4 separate regions of the Mus musculus genome follow, and regions 1, 3 and 4 are each linked to region 2. Evidence: chromatin contacts called from public promoter capture Hi-C data. All regions are on one chromosome and are shown on one strand. Each heading gives the region's core, a stretch centred on a gene start, on an enhancer-like site or on the middle of the called end of the contact. The rest is flanking DNA. Distances are from core to core; before and after follow the strand shown. Region 1 holds the start of Ttc9b (tetratricopeptide repeat domain 9B). Region 2 holds the start of Zfp14 (zinc finger protein 14). Region 3 holds the start of Zfp59 (zinc finger protein 59). Region 4 holds the start of Psmc4 (proteasome (prosome, macropain) 26S subunit, ATPase, 4).

Evidence for each region. Promoter capture Hi-C pulls out the DNA fragments that hold promoters and counts their contacts. Capture Hi-C pulls out chosen DNA fragments and counts their contacts.
Region 1: a promoter capture Hi-C map of hippocampal neurons shows a contact between it and region 2, with 4 times the contacts expected there. The contact joins the promoter of Ttc9b here to the promoter of Zfp14 in region 2. A contact is called at or near these places in 3 of 39 promoter capture datasets (the C10 cell line, hippocampal neurons and liver) and 1 of 115 datasets of contacts at active chromatin or transcription factors (astrocytes).
Region 3: a promoter capture Hi-C map of liver shows a contact between it and region 2, with 7 times the contacts expected there. The contact joins the promoter of Zfp59 here to the promoter of Zfp14 in region 2. A contact is called at or near these places in 3 of 39 promoter capture datasets (hippocampal neurons and liver) and 1 of 9 other capture datasets (liver).
Region 4: a contact with region 2 is called in a promoter capture Hi-C map of liver, with 4 times the contacts expected there. The contact joins the promoter of Psmc4 here to the promoter of Zfp14 in region 2. A contact is called at or near these places in 2 of 39 promoter capture datasets (both in liver), 1 of 115 datasets of contacts at active chromatin or transcription factors (astrocytes) and 2 of 9 other capture datasets (adipose tissue and liver).

The regions. Positions count from the first base shown.
Region 1 is chr7:27,652,648-27,655,935 of GRCm38.p6, reverse strand. It overlaps Ttc9b (tetratricopeptide repeat domain 9B), which reads right to left and starts at 2,012. Exons shown (of 3, transcript NM_028417.1): 1 at 1,589-2,012; 2 at 842-1,024; 3 at 1-25. The coding sequence starts at 2,009. Gm38973 (a long non-coding RNA gene) reads left to right here and starts at 1,704. Exons shown (of 3, transcript XR_881908.3): 1 at 1,704-2,686.
Region 2 is chr7:30,050,014-30,052,955 of GRCm38.p6, reverse strand. It overlaps Zfp14 (zinc finger protein 14), which reads left to right and starts at 1,560. Exons shown (of 5, transcript NM_178733.5): 1 at 1,560-1,611.
Region 3 is chr7:27,837,195-27,840,250 of GRCm38.p6, reverse strand. Zfp59 (zinc finger protein 59) reads right to left here and starts at 1,667. Exons shown (of 5, transcript NM_011762.3): 1 at 1,542-1,667.
Region 4 is chr7:28,048,513-28,051,633 of GRCm38.p6, reverse strand. It overlaps Psmc4 (proteasome (prosome, macropain) 26S subunit, ATPase, 4), which reads left to right and starts at 1,542. Exons shown (of 11, transcript NM_011874.2): 1 at 1,542-1,651; 2 at 2,432-2,530; 3 at 2,655-2,841. The coding sequence starts at 1,616.

The DNA.
Region 1 (3,288 bases), core at 763-3,262, 2.4 Mb after region 2:
TGGATGTAGCGGAGAACATTGGTGTCTGCAGGGGAGGGACGGGAACATTATCTGGGTGTCCTGAGACAGCAGCCGATAGTTATGTCCTCAGGACAGTCAGCACCTCACTCCCGGCACCTCAGCTGTACCAGCCACCCAGAGAGATTTCACACCTCCTACCTCACACGTGTGGCAGCGGCAGCAGCCGCGCTCTGTCGCTCTGTCGGCAGAGGCTCCTCTCCCACCTCCACTCATCCCCAAGTGACAACTGTTCTCAGCAAACCACTTCACGGGAAAGCTAATCTTGCCTCCTTGCTCCCACAGCCCTACATCTAGCTCCTGCTGTGTCCCCTCCCCATGGGGTTGTGTCATGTCTACACACACATGGACACATGAGTACCCTGACTGCTCTTCCCGAGGGCAGAGAACAAGCATTACAAGCAGATGAGTGGAGGGCCATAGGTGACAGAGGAGCTGAGTGTGACCAGGAGGGAGTGAAGGAATATGGGTGTGGGGGGAGAAATATTCAAGGCCATCGTCGGTGAGTGGATAGGGACACGGATGGGCTAAAGCATTGGGGATGTAGCCTAGTTGGTAGAGTGCTTGCCTTGCATGCATGAGGCCCTAGGTTCAATTCCCAATGAAGAGAGTTGGTTGGGGAAATGCCAGAGGAACAAGGTGAGTATACCTTTGGGGACGGTGGATGGGTGCTGGATGAGTGTATGAGGAATCTTAGGTAGCTAGAGAGAGCTTGTCTGGAGCTGGTAACAGCACTTCCCTGGGGTGGCTTGGCTCTGCCCTGGTCCTCCCGCCTAGGTTTCCTCTGTTCTAACCCCCTGCCCAGCCCAGCCCTGCCACTCACCTGTGGGCTCTCGGCTGCGGGCCTCCTGTAGGTAGCGCAGCGCACGTGCATAATCACCCAAGTGGTAGAAGGCAATGCCGGCACGATAGGTGGCCTTGAAGTTGCCCTGCTGTTTCTCCAGCACCTTGAGACAGTACTCACGCACCCGCTCATAGTTCACCAGCTCCGACTGCAGGAGGCAAGCTGTGGGATGCAGAGACCCTGTAGTCTCAGACACAGCCTGCATCCCCTAGGATTCACATGACCTCAAATAACCTGACCTCTTCCCCTGGGCATATGGGATTGCTCTGGCCACCAGGAGACACTAATCAGCTAACCTGTTAGTATAAGAGCTATCTGCGCCGCCGCTAGAGGGCGCAGGACAGACAAGTCTGAAGCAATTAGCTGGAGGTTTTCCCAAGTAATTATAGAGGGAGGGTCCAAGAACGAAATAGCCGGTGCAGGGTAAGCCTTTCTAACCTTGGCTCATGCGTGGCAGACCGGGGGAAAGAATGAGTCAGGGAAGTGGGGCTTAGAAGACCAAGTCCAGAGCCCGTTTCATTATTCAAGCCCCTGCTTACTCCATCCAAGAAGCCCTATTCATCTACTCCCAACTCTCTTCCTCAGCAAGTTTTGTAGTCTTCCCCGCCAGACCACAGCCCTGACTCCTTCAGCTTCCAGCCACCACAGGCTCTATAGCCTCCTGATTACCCCCTCACTACCCACCCGTTTCACCCGAGTCCTCTGCGCCCCCCGACGGCCCCGTACCAGTGAGGGAGTCGTAACATTCAACCTCTGTGTTCTCCACCAGGCGCCGCTGCTCCTCGCTGAGGCGGGCGGGCCCCGGGCTGGTGGTGGGTCCCGGGGAGGGGGTGGGCAGACCGCCAGGGCGGGCCCCTTGAGCCGCCTTCAGCTGCAGCAGTGCCCGGTGGTACTTGCCAATGGCTTCTCGGAACTTCTTCTCTCGGTAGCAACGCTGACCCTCCGCCTTGAACGCCACGGCAGCCCGCAGGCTGCTGTCGAGCGCCGCAGCCAGGCCCCCAGACGGCTCTGGGGCAGGACCCGACCGAGCAGAGCCATGGCGAGGCGCTGAGCCGGGGCCCGGCGGGGAAAGGGCGGGAGGCGGGCGCGGTGGAGGCTCCGGGGCAGCGCTGAGCATCAGCACCGGGGACAGCGCGCCGCGCTGCATTGTGGGAAACTCCTGCGGCCGCCGCTGCAGCTACCGCATCGCCCCCCGCGGGGCCGGTCCCCACCCTTTCTCCGCCCCCACATCTCTGGCTGCCGTCTCCGGCTGCCCCCTATGGGTCTAGAAAAACCCCTCCAAACTCCCCCTCGCTCACCCTCAAACCAGCCTGGGTCTAGTTGTTCTGGCGCCTCTCCCTTGTCCCCACAGTCCTTACCCTCCCACCCGACTGCATGTTCTCCCGGAGATTTCTAGAAGAAAAAGGCTGAGCGGGCAGACATCAGTTTTGTGGAAAGCTGGTTTTCAGCCCACTAGTCATTTGGCATGTTGGATAAGAATACAGGATTGGGAGTCAAGCTGCCCGGCTTCAGACACTGGTTTCTCATTACTCTATGATTTGGACAATCCCCTCAAATTACCTATTGTACTATAGTGCGGGACAATAGTACATACGTTGGAATCGATTCTTTATGTAATAAACAAATAGCCATTGCTCAATTTCTGTTCAGGGGGAGGGGGTTGATGGGCCAATGTAAAAACAAACAACAACAACAGAAGTCAAGTGGGGTAGCACCTGCCTGTAGTCACACTCGGACATCTGAGGCAGGAGAGTGGAAAGAAGTTTGAAGCTAATCTGGTGCTAACGAGGAAATTCCAGATCAGCCATGAACTACAAAGAAAAGGTAGGTGTGGGAGATTAAGGAGAAGGGAGGGAAAAGGAGAGAGAAAGAATTATTTAGATAGAGCCACATCTCCTAGGTTCACAGCCTAGTGGAGAGACAGACCTGTAACAGCCCAAAGTGGCTGATCCTGGGAAGCGCAGGAGGAGAGCCATGGCTAGCATGGAGAAGTCAGAGGAGGCATTTGCTCTAGGTTGAAGTGTGACTGGGGACTTCCTGGAGGAAAGGCAACTCTGCAACCTAGCCATTCTGTCCCTTGCCTTCCATTTCCAGAAAAGCCAGTGGGGAGGTGACAAGGGTCCCCACTGACAGCCCAGGACCACCAGTACAATAAGGACAACCAAGAAAATGCGGCTGCGGCTGCGCTGTGGTGGCACTCCCCTGCAATCCCTGCACTTAGGAGGCAGAAGCAGCAGAACTCTATGGTTTCCGGGCCAGCCAGAGCTACACCTGACTCAAAAAAGAGGGGGAAAAGGAAAGAAATTCGTTCATTATGGGCCAGCAACATAGCAGTAGCCACCACGTGAGTTCCATCTGTGGAACCAGCCTCTCAAAGTGGTTATCTGACCCCTTCCTACATATACCTGCACACACACACACAAACT
Region 2 (2,942 bases), core at 311-2,810:
ATTTATTGTTCTTTTTTTTTTTTTTAATATGTAAGTACACTGTAGCTGTCTTCAGACACTCCAGAAGAAGGAGTCAGATCTCATTGTGAGTGGTTGTGAGCCACCATGTGGTTGCTGGGATTTGAACTCCGGACCTTCGGAAGAGCAGTCGGGTGCTCTTACCCACTGAGCCATCTCACCAGCCCTCTGCAACTGAAGTTACAGACACTTGGGAACCATCATATGTGTTGTGTCTGCAAGAGCGCAAGGGTTCTCAATCACTAAGCCATCTCACCAGCCTCTCAATTGTCACGTTCCTAAAACTAACGTCCCAACGCTGGGAATGTTGACGGATGCCTGTAATAACAGCGCTCTGGAAAGAAACAAGAGGATCGATGAGGATCTTTCAACATCCCCAGCACCTATTACAGAGACATCCTGGCTGATATACCTTGCCCCCCACTATCCCAAACTCTGTAGCCCAGGCCTGGGCTTCCCATCTCCCAGCTTCTGTGATTCCTGTATAACCCAGTCATTTTGGGCACAAGGTCCTTTTGTTACCTCTTGCCCGCTGCACTTGGCCTCTTGGCTTCTAGCCTGTCCTACACCCCACCCCCTCCCCTCACATGGCCCCATTTAGTCCGGCAGTCATGGCCACCCTGGTTACTTTCAGACGCCCCTGCCAGTGCTCTCTCTTAGATCTCAATCCCTTGGGAGCAGTCATGTCCTCCTTTTTTTTTTTTTTTTTTCCATTCATCTTGAATTTGCAGTCTGCATGCTTCAGTCTCCTGAAGACCGGATGAGGCCTGGCACAAACACAAGAAAATGTTAGAGCAGTGGTTCTCAACCTCCCTAAAGCTGCGACCCATTAATACAGTTCCTCATGTTGTGGTGATCCACAAGCTATATAATTATTTTCGGTACTACTTTATAACTGTAATTTTGCTACTGTTAGGAATCCTAATGTAAATATCTGTGTTTTCTGATGGTCTTAGGTGGTCCCTGTGAAAGGTCATTTGACCCCCAAGGGGGGGGGGGATCTCGACCAACAGGTTGAGAACCACTGTGATAGAAGAAAGCATAATTATCTTTCCAGTCTTAGAGGTCTTGGCTTCATCTCCAGTTTGCAAAACAAAACCTAAGGCCAATACCAACGACTAGACCAATATACACAACGGCTAGAAGGGACAGTGGGAGAAAGCAGAGGCAGCGGGAACTCCAAGGAGCCTGAGCAACCTTTCCCTGGGTAGATGTGGGACTGCACCTTTGGAGAATGTATTTTACTGAGTTCCCTGATCATGCCTACACCCTCGCTGGGGTGAGAATATGCTTATCTCACATATTAAGCATGTGATAATGTGATGATGGTGTTCTCAGCCCTGGTAGGGCAACGACACAACCCCCAGCCCAGTGAGCTAGGTTTGGGGTGGGGATTTGGGGGCAGAGGGCAGCGGAATCTCCTAGCCCTTCCAGCTGGTCCAAGATCACACCCAGAGGCCTCCACCCATCACAGCCCCGAGCACGCTTGCGCACTCCGCTGCGTTGGCCCAGTCTTTCCCACCATGGACTACATTTCCCACAGGCCTCTGCGCAGCATCCTTCCGGCTGCTTAGCGCCGGTCCGCTCTGAGAGGTGAGTTGGTCCCTTGCACTGAGGAAATTGTCGCGGGGGCAGCGTAGGTTTGTCTTTAGTTGGCTTGAGAGACTTGGAGTCGGTGACGCTGAGTGGACACCGCGTACCCCGTTGCATCCTCCGTCTTCCCGCTGCAGAGCCCAGAGGCCCAGCATGGCTCTGAGTTCTGTGTGTGAACCTCAGAGTGAGGGCCCTCCGTACAAAAAGACAGCGCAGCTGCCACCGCAGGGCTGCTTTGTACGCGCTCCCTCCCCGCCAGGCAGCCCCGGTGGCCGTCGCCTGTCAAACCTGCCCCTCCGGTGGCGGCCAGTGTCCTCTCCATCCGCGGCGCTCCATTTCCAGTAGGTTATGTGTGTGGAAGGGCTGGTCGCGAGGGGTGTGTCCCCAGGCTACCAAGCCCGCACCTTCCCGGTTTGACCTTTTCCCCAGACTTGTTCATTTTAGGGAAGGCGAGGGAATAAAAGCAGGAAACGATTGTTGTTGCATACATAGAGACCCAACATTACTGCGGAAAAAAAAATAGCCTAACTTTCTTCTTTCTCGTTGTCCTATGAAGTGTACTCCTTGTTTTTCCAGGCATGGGGACATTTACTCCTCATTACTGTGAAAGTGAAAATGAAGTTAGCTTGGAAAGAAGCAGCGGTTTGGTGTTATCTTGGTCAGGGTAGAGGAGACAGATTCATGCAGACTGATAGTAAGCATCACTCAGAGATTATGTCTCTGATTAAATGCGGGTCCAGGCCCTCTTTGTGTGGTTACAAATGTCTTTTGTATTTTTTCTTTTTTATGTGTGTGTGTGTGTGTGTGTGTGTGTGTGTATTTGTGTGTATACACATACCAGCAGAAGCCAGGAGAAGGTGTCTGATTCCCAGGAACTGGAGTTATAGACGGTCGTGAAACACCATGTGAGTACGGGGAATCACACTTGCATCCTCTGCTAGAGCAGCCACTGCTCCTAGCAGTACAGCTGTTTCCAGCCTCACAGGTTTTAAATTTTTAACATGTTCGTTTTTTACGTATGTGAGTGTTTCTGTCTGCTTTTCTTTCTGTGCACCACTGAGTGTGACTGCGCCTGAGGAGCCCTGAAGAGGGCATCGGATTCTCTGGAACTGGAGTTACAGCAGTCACGTAGGTGCTGAGAGTGTAACCCGCTGATCCATCTCTGCATTCCAGGCTGCAGCTTTCTTATCCACGAAGCCTGCTTTGCTAGTTCGTTTTTAATTACTGTGGAAGATTCCTTTGCTAAACCACGCTTCTTACCAGAATAGCACGTTTTGTTCTTGTTTTAAACAATTTGTACCTATACTGACCAGGAATTCACTGTAACCCAT
Region 3 (3,056 bases), core at 418-2,917, 2.2 Mb after region 2:
CACAAACAAAAACCATAGCGGGGTGGGATCTCCTACAATTGCCACTCCCTAATCCCCGTTACCTCCTCCCTTAGTGGTTTCCTGACAAGTTGGCTCCTACTGTAGCTGCCTTGGCTCTTCCTGAAGCCCCCTCATATAATTCATACCGCATCCTCATTATTTGAGAAATTATTTGTTTTTGAATCCATGTTTTTAGAGTTCTTTCCCACAGCCTTAAGTGCTGTTCTGAAGGTCCCATTTTGTGGAGACATTAGCCACACCTTGACTCATGCTGTCTTTGATTATCACGGAGACATTATCATTAAGAGGGGGGGACTTTCCTTAAAAGAGGGAATGTACATGATTATACAAACCAGCCTTAGGTCCGGAGCAGCCATCCACGCTTGTGGCCCACATCCCCTGGCCCTGTCCCAGCGGCAATAACCAGGTAAGGAACCCAAAATGACCTCACAGAGCAACAACTAAAGCACACCAGGCCCTTAGGATATGGCGGCACTGCGCTAACAGACTTCACCACAGGCATCCTAAGGTTCCTGACAGGCCTGGAGAGCCTGAGGGGACAGAACCAAGACTCCAACGGGATACCACAGATCCACATCCCTATATTTAAACATGGCATTGCTCATCTGCATCTGGCCAACATTACCCATTTTACACACACACACACACACACACACACACACACACACACAAAATACCTAGTCCTCAAGGATGCCAAATTCAGTGCTATTACTTTCCCACTCCCCAAATCCTCCCTGGTGACCAGACCATCTATCGCCTACATTCTTCCCTTGCTTCGAATGAAGGCCTGTAAAGATCAAAGGCCATCTGAGGTGTGACACCATCAAGATACAAATTGATTTAGTTGAGAGCCCTAACGCTACCCTCTAGAAATTCCTAGTTACAACATCTCAGGAAAAGGTAGAGATTGTGGGAGAAGACGCCACGGATCATTGAAACTAAGTGGAAAGGGCAGGGACAATGTAAGGGACACAATGGTGGAGGTATCAATTCGCCTGTTCCTCCTTCCCTCACTTCCATTCCATATTCTAAAACTAAAACCTCATTTTTCAAACAGAAACAGAAAACTCATTCTTGAATCCACATCCCTCTCCAGCCCTCCTTTGGAATGGCCACCTAGGGAAGCCTGAGTAAGCATGAGATCGCAGACCATATCTGAGAGCATGCTCAATGGCTGCAGCTCTGAGAAAGTCAGGGGACTCAACAAGTACCCTCCCTCCAAGACGACACCCCCGTCCTTAAATTATAGCCCTAAGCTCAAGTCTGAGCCTCGGGGAAAGCTTCCCTTCAGACCCCGCACCTGACCTCCCCTTACTGAAGCTTGGTCCTCTGCTTTAGTCCCTGTGTCCCTGAGAGAAAGCAGGAGCAGACAGCGACAAGCACAGAGACACAGATTATGCAGAGAGCTCAAGGTGTGTATACAGTTAGACTCAAAGACACACACACACACACACACACACACCATACAGCCACCCCACCGCCTGTACACACCCCTCCCAGCCCGCTGGCTCCGGTCTTACTCTGGGGAGACATAAACCAAAAGCCTATGCGCTACTTCCGGCGCGGTGGTCCCGGAAAACACAGTTGTCACAAGCAAAGCCCTGGAGAAGCCTGGAGCGTCCCGGAGATCCCGGCGTGCAACTCGGGCCAGCCCATCAGAAAACCGAGTCCAGTGGCTTGTGGGAGTGCCCACGTGGGTGCGCGCTTAAAGGGGAGGCGCCCTCCTTTGAGCAAAAGGTACTTCCGGTTCTCCGCGTAACTGATTTTCTTTCTCCTGTAGAGAAGACGGAGGAGTCTGAATTCCCTGCTTTAGATAGAAAATGTGACTGAGGACCGTATCGCTATGTACCAACAGAACTGTGTCCGTTAGGCAGGCTAGACGAGCCTCTTAATAAAACTAATCGCATTAAAAGTACTGTAAATCGTCTAAACGCCAAAATTTGCCACATTTAGATTTGAAAAGTCAGACCCAGCTATGTGTTAACTACAGAAAATATATTAAAGATAAATACTCTAGCAGATTCAAAGTAACCATCTTCGCATGATCAAAAGAAAACTCAGGTCGATTATAAAATGGAGGTAGATTAATAAAGAGGCCAAGTCATCAAGTGACAGTAAACATGGGCGTGGTAGCAATGGCTTTTATCCCAGCGATGGGGAGGCACAGCCAGCTGCATGTCTGTGAGAAGAGACCACCGAGGACTACCCAGTGAAACCCTGTCTAAGAACTAAAATACACTCAGATTATGGTGGCACATGCCTTTAGTCACCGCCCTAAGGAGGCAGAGGAGGTGTCTGAAAAAAATTAATTAAAAATAAACTCAGAATACACTCCTACTGTCTTGAAAGGACTAAATAAACTAAAATTCAGAGGATACCCCAAATGTCTCAAACAAATAAGTACATAAATACATAAACAAAATTAACTCAGAGTATACTCAAATAGCACACCTTTAAACATGAAGAGGGGGGAAGTCCCGCTAGAACAATAGGGAATGATAGCAAAATCAATCAACACATTCAAATGTTGTCAATTTAAAAAACTGATAGAACAACACCCTCCAAGAGCAACAGAGCATAGCTGATTTGGACAGCATCTCAACTCTGAGTGAAGTCAATAAAAATGGAGACACTTAAGCTCTAATGACACGAGGGGATCTGGAAAGGGAACTGTTCCTGTACGCTCACCTGTGGGAGAAACGCTCATTACCTGAAGATGTTGCTGTGGAAAGCTTTCTCTTTTATCCTTTTTTCTTGGCGGGGCATCTATTACTTCATATATTTTGTATTGCACTTTTAAATATTAAAGACTCCATCTATTTTGAGTTATCCCACGAGCAGATTACTGAGGTAGGCAAGGAGTCTCCAGACAGACCCAAGTGACTGCTTCTGCAAAGCTTGGGTTTTGTTTCACCGGCTTTTGGATCATTTATAAAGATGCTTAGCCTTCTGTCATCCAATGTGTTCCGTCCTCCTTTCTCTCCACAGTGTGATTCTGGTCGGTCTGCTCCATCTTTCCTGTGTCACAGTTCTTT
Region 4 (3,121 bases), core at 293-2,792, 2.0 Mb after region 2:
CATTAGATCAACAGAGAACAGGTGGCGTGGAACTCACCAGCGGGACACCTTAAAACCAAAGAAAAACACAGCCTCCTAATAGCTGGAGAGCTGCCTCTCTCAACTATTTGTATTGCCTGCCAACAAACTTCACCTTTACTTTGTGGTCACTGTTTTTCTGTCTTTTAATTCTTCAACTGATGGAGGGAAGGAACCCACCTGCTAGCCAGTGTGAGAGCTACTGTAGATTCTCCATACCATACAGAACAGATAGGACGTTCAATTTGTGCAGCATTATGTAGCTAGAAAATAATGATTTGTGCCTGCTACCTATCTGTGCCCCAATAAAAAGTTTACTTAACAAAAACTATAGCTGTTATGAAGTGTGGTAGTGTATATCCCTGGTACAAGGAATACAGATCTAGGTTCTAACCCTGCTTTACCAGTTGCTCAAGTGACTTCAGTGCTTGGCACCAGCTTCCTTCTTTGTAGAAGAGAATATAATACATACTAAGGATTTTAGCTGGGCTTGCTTAGCATATCAAAGTTCCTGAGCCATAACAACAATCAAAACTCAACAGGAGGCTGAAAAGATGGCGCACACAGTCTGTAACTCCAGTGCCACAGATTCCTATGCCCTTTTCTGGCTTCTGCATGTACTGAATCCAGGTGCACAAATTCGCACTCCGATATACACATGTACACGTAACTAAATATAAAATCCTTTCAAAACGTTTAATTATGTGTAAGTGTGTTTCTGCTAGCGGGGACGTGTGCTTGAGTGCAGGTGCCTGCAGAAACCGAAGGAGTTGCCTACAGATGCTAGTGAGCTGCCCCACCTGGGTGCTGGGAACCGAACTCGGGTCCTGTAGAAGAGCCACAAGTGTTCTTCAGCACTGGGCCATCTTGACAGCCCCTAAAAATAATGTGAAGAGGACAGAGAAGAAAAGATTCGACAGGACTCCGCAAAGATCTGCATTCGCAGCTGCCTCGGTTTCTCCAGCTTTGGTACGATCTGATTGGCTCCTCGCCGTTCTGTGACCTCTGCTTCTCTCTTCAGGTGGCGGCCAGAGAAGGTCAAGAGATTCTTCTGTGGAACTAAAGGCTTCTTTAGTGCCTCTCGTTTCTTATACTTAGTTATGTCTGCGAATTCCTTCTAACAAAGCTCTGGAGTTTTTAACAAGTTAGGACAGGACTTGATTAATCTTCATATTCTCAGTTCGGGGCTGGCTTTGTAAAGACAAGAAAGTAAAAAAGTGGATAATATTAAAATCAATCAATCAATCCTCTGGAGACTTTTCTTCAAGAGCAACTCGGCCGCGCCATCTACTGGAGAAACCTTCACAACGCGCGACGGGCCGCGAAGCAGGATGGCGCCAGAACAAGAGTTACTGCGCACGCGCAACATCCTTGCGGGTCCGCGCGCGCGCGCCTGGAGCGCAGAGCGCAGGAACCCATCTTGGGGGCGGAGCCCAGGGCTAAGAGTTTCCCGCCCTTCCTGTTATCCGGCCCGTCAGGTCAACCCGCAGCGGTACCTTAAAAACTACGTTTCCCAAGATGCTCTATGTGAAGGACTTCCGTTGGCGTCAGCGGAAGCCGTGACTGGCCGGGCTGCACTGAGGCCGGCTTGGTCACTATGGAGGAGATAGGCATTTTGGTGGAAAAGATTCAGGTGCAGTGGGGATCTGGGTTTCTTAGCGGGAGCTGGACATGAGTGGGGTGCTGAGGGGTTCTCAGGATCCCAGCTCTGGGCTGGGTGGTTTCAGAGGCCTCGGTGTCGAGCTTTGGGTGGTCCCGGGGCCTGGCGGGGTAGTCATGTTGTCAGGAGGGCGGCAAAGCTCAGAAAAGCAGAGCGGGAGGAAAGTGGCGTTGAACTTAAAGACTTTTCAGACAGAACGGTTGCGAGGCCTGGAGAGCTGTGCTTACTAGCTTTTCGGTTTGGGGTCTGGACCAGGTGGAGGATGATGTATGGGGGCCCCGTGGCCTAGGTATGTTCGTGGCCAAGGGACCAGTGGACTCACTGTGCTTGGGACGTGAACGGTGAGGCGTTAAGTATTGGTTGTGGTTTGGCTGAGTGACCTTTGGCTTTAACGTGAGTTGGGAATCTGACATGAAAGCTTTTGGGGGGGGGAGGGGAAGAACTGGGTAATGAGACTCTGAATGTGACTCTGACTTTAAAATCCATGGGACTTTTAGAACCTCTTGAGGGGACTGGGATGCTAAGGTTCGGTATGGAGCTGCTGCAAAACTTTCATGATGAGTTTTGTTTAAGGGGCCTACTATTAGCAATCTACATAGGGGACTGAGCAGCTCCTGTATCTATTGAGAGATAGTGAATGATGTCAGGTACTGGAGACATAGGTGACTTGGTGGCGAAATAGGAAGAACGCTTTCGCTGATTTCACGAGATGATTCTCTGCTTCCAACACCAAGTTGTCTTTACCGTCTACAGGATGAGATTCCAGCACTGTCCGTGTCTCGGCCGCAGACCGGCCTGTCCTTTCTGGGACCCGAACCTGAAGACCTGGAGGACCTGTACAGCCGCTACAAGGTGTGTTCAACCCTAAGCTGGCTCCTGCATACCTCCCATCCCCCATCACATACGCCCCCCCCCCCACCTCCCACTGTGGTACGGCAAGGCTGCAGCCAACCCTTTGCCCTCCCTGTGCGTGCAGAAGCTGCAGCAGGAGCTGGAGTTCCTGGAAGTGCAGGAGGAGTATATCAAGGACGAGCAGAAGAACCTGAAGAAGGAATTCCTCCACGCCCAGGAGGAGGTGAAGCGGATCCAGAGCATCCCCTTGGTCATCGGTCAGTTCTTGGAAGCTGTGGATCAGAACACAGCCATCGTGGGCTCCACCACAGGTGAGTGGTGAGGCAGGCTGGGAGCAAGGCAGGGTGATAGAATGGCCAGAGTACTGACCGATCCAGAAGTGGATACATACTTTATTTTCTGAATGTCTCTTTCTGCCTCTCAATTCACGTGTGTGCGTGTAGTTTCACCATCCAAGTGTGATGGTGTACGCCTTTAACCTCAGCACTTGAGGAGGCGGAGGGACAAGAGGATCTTTGTGTGTTTGAGGTCAGCCTGGTCTACCTAGTATGTTTCCCGGAGTACATACAGAAACCCTGTCTCCAAACAAGA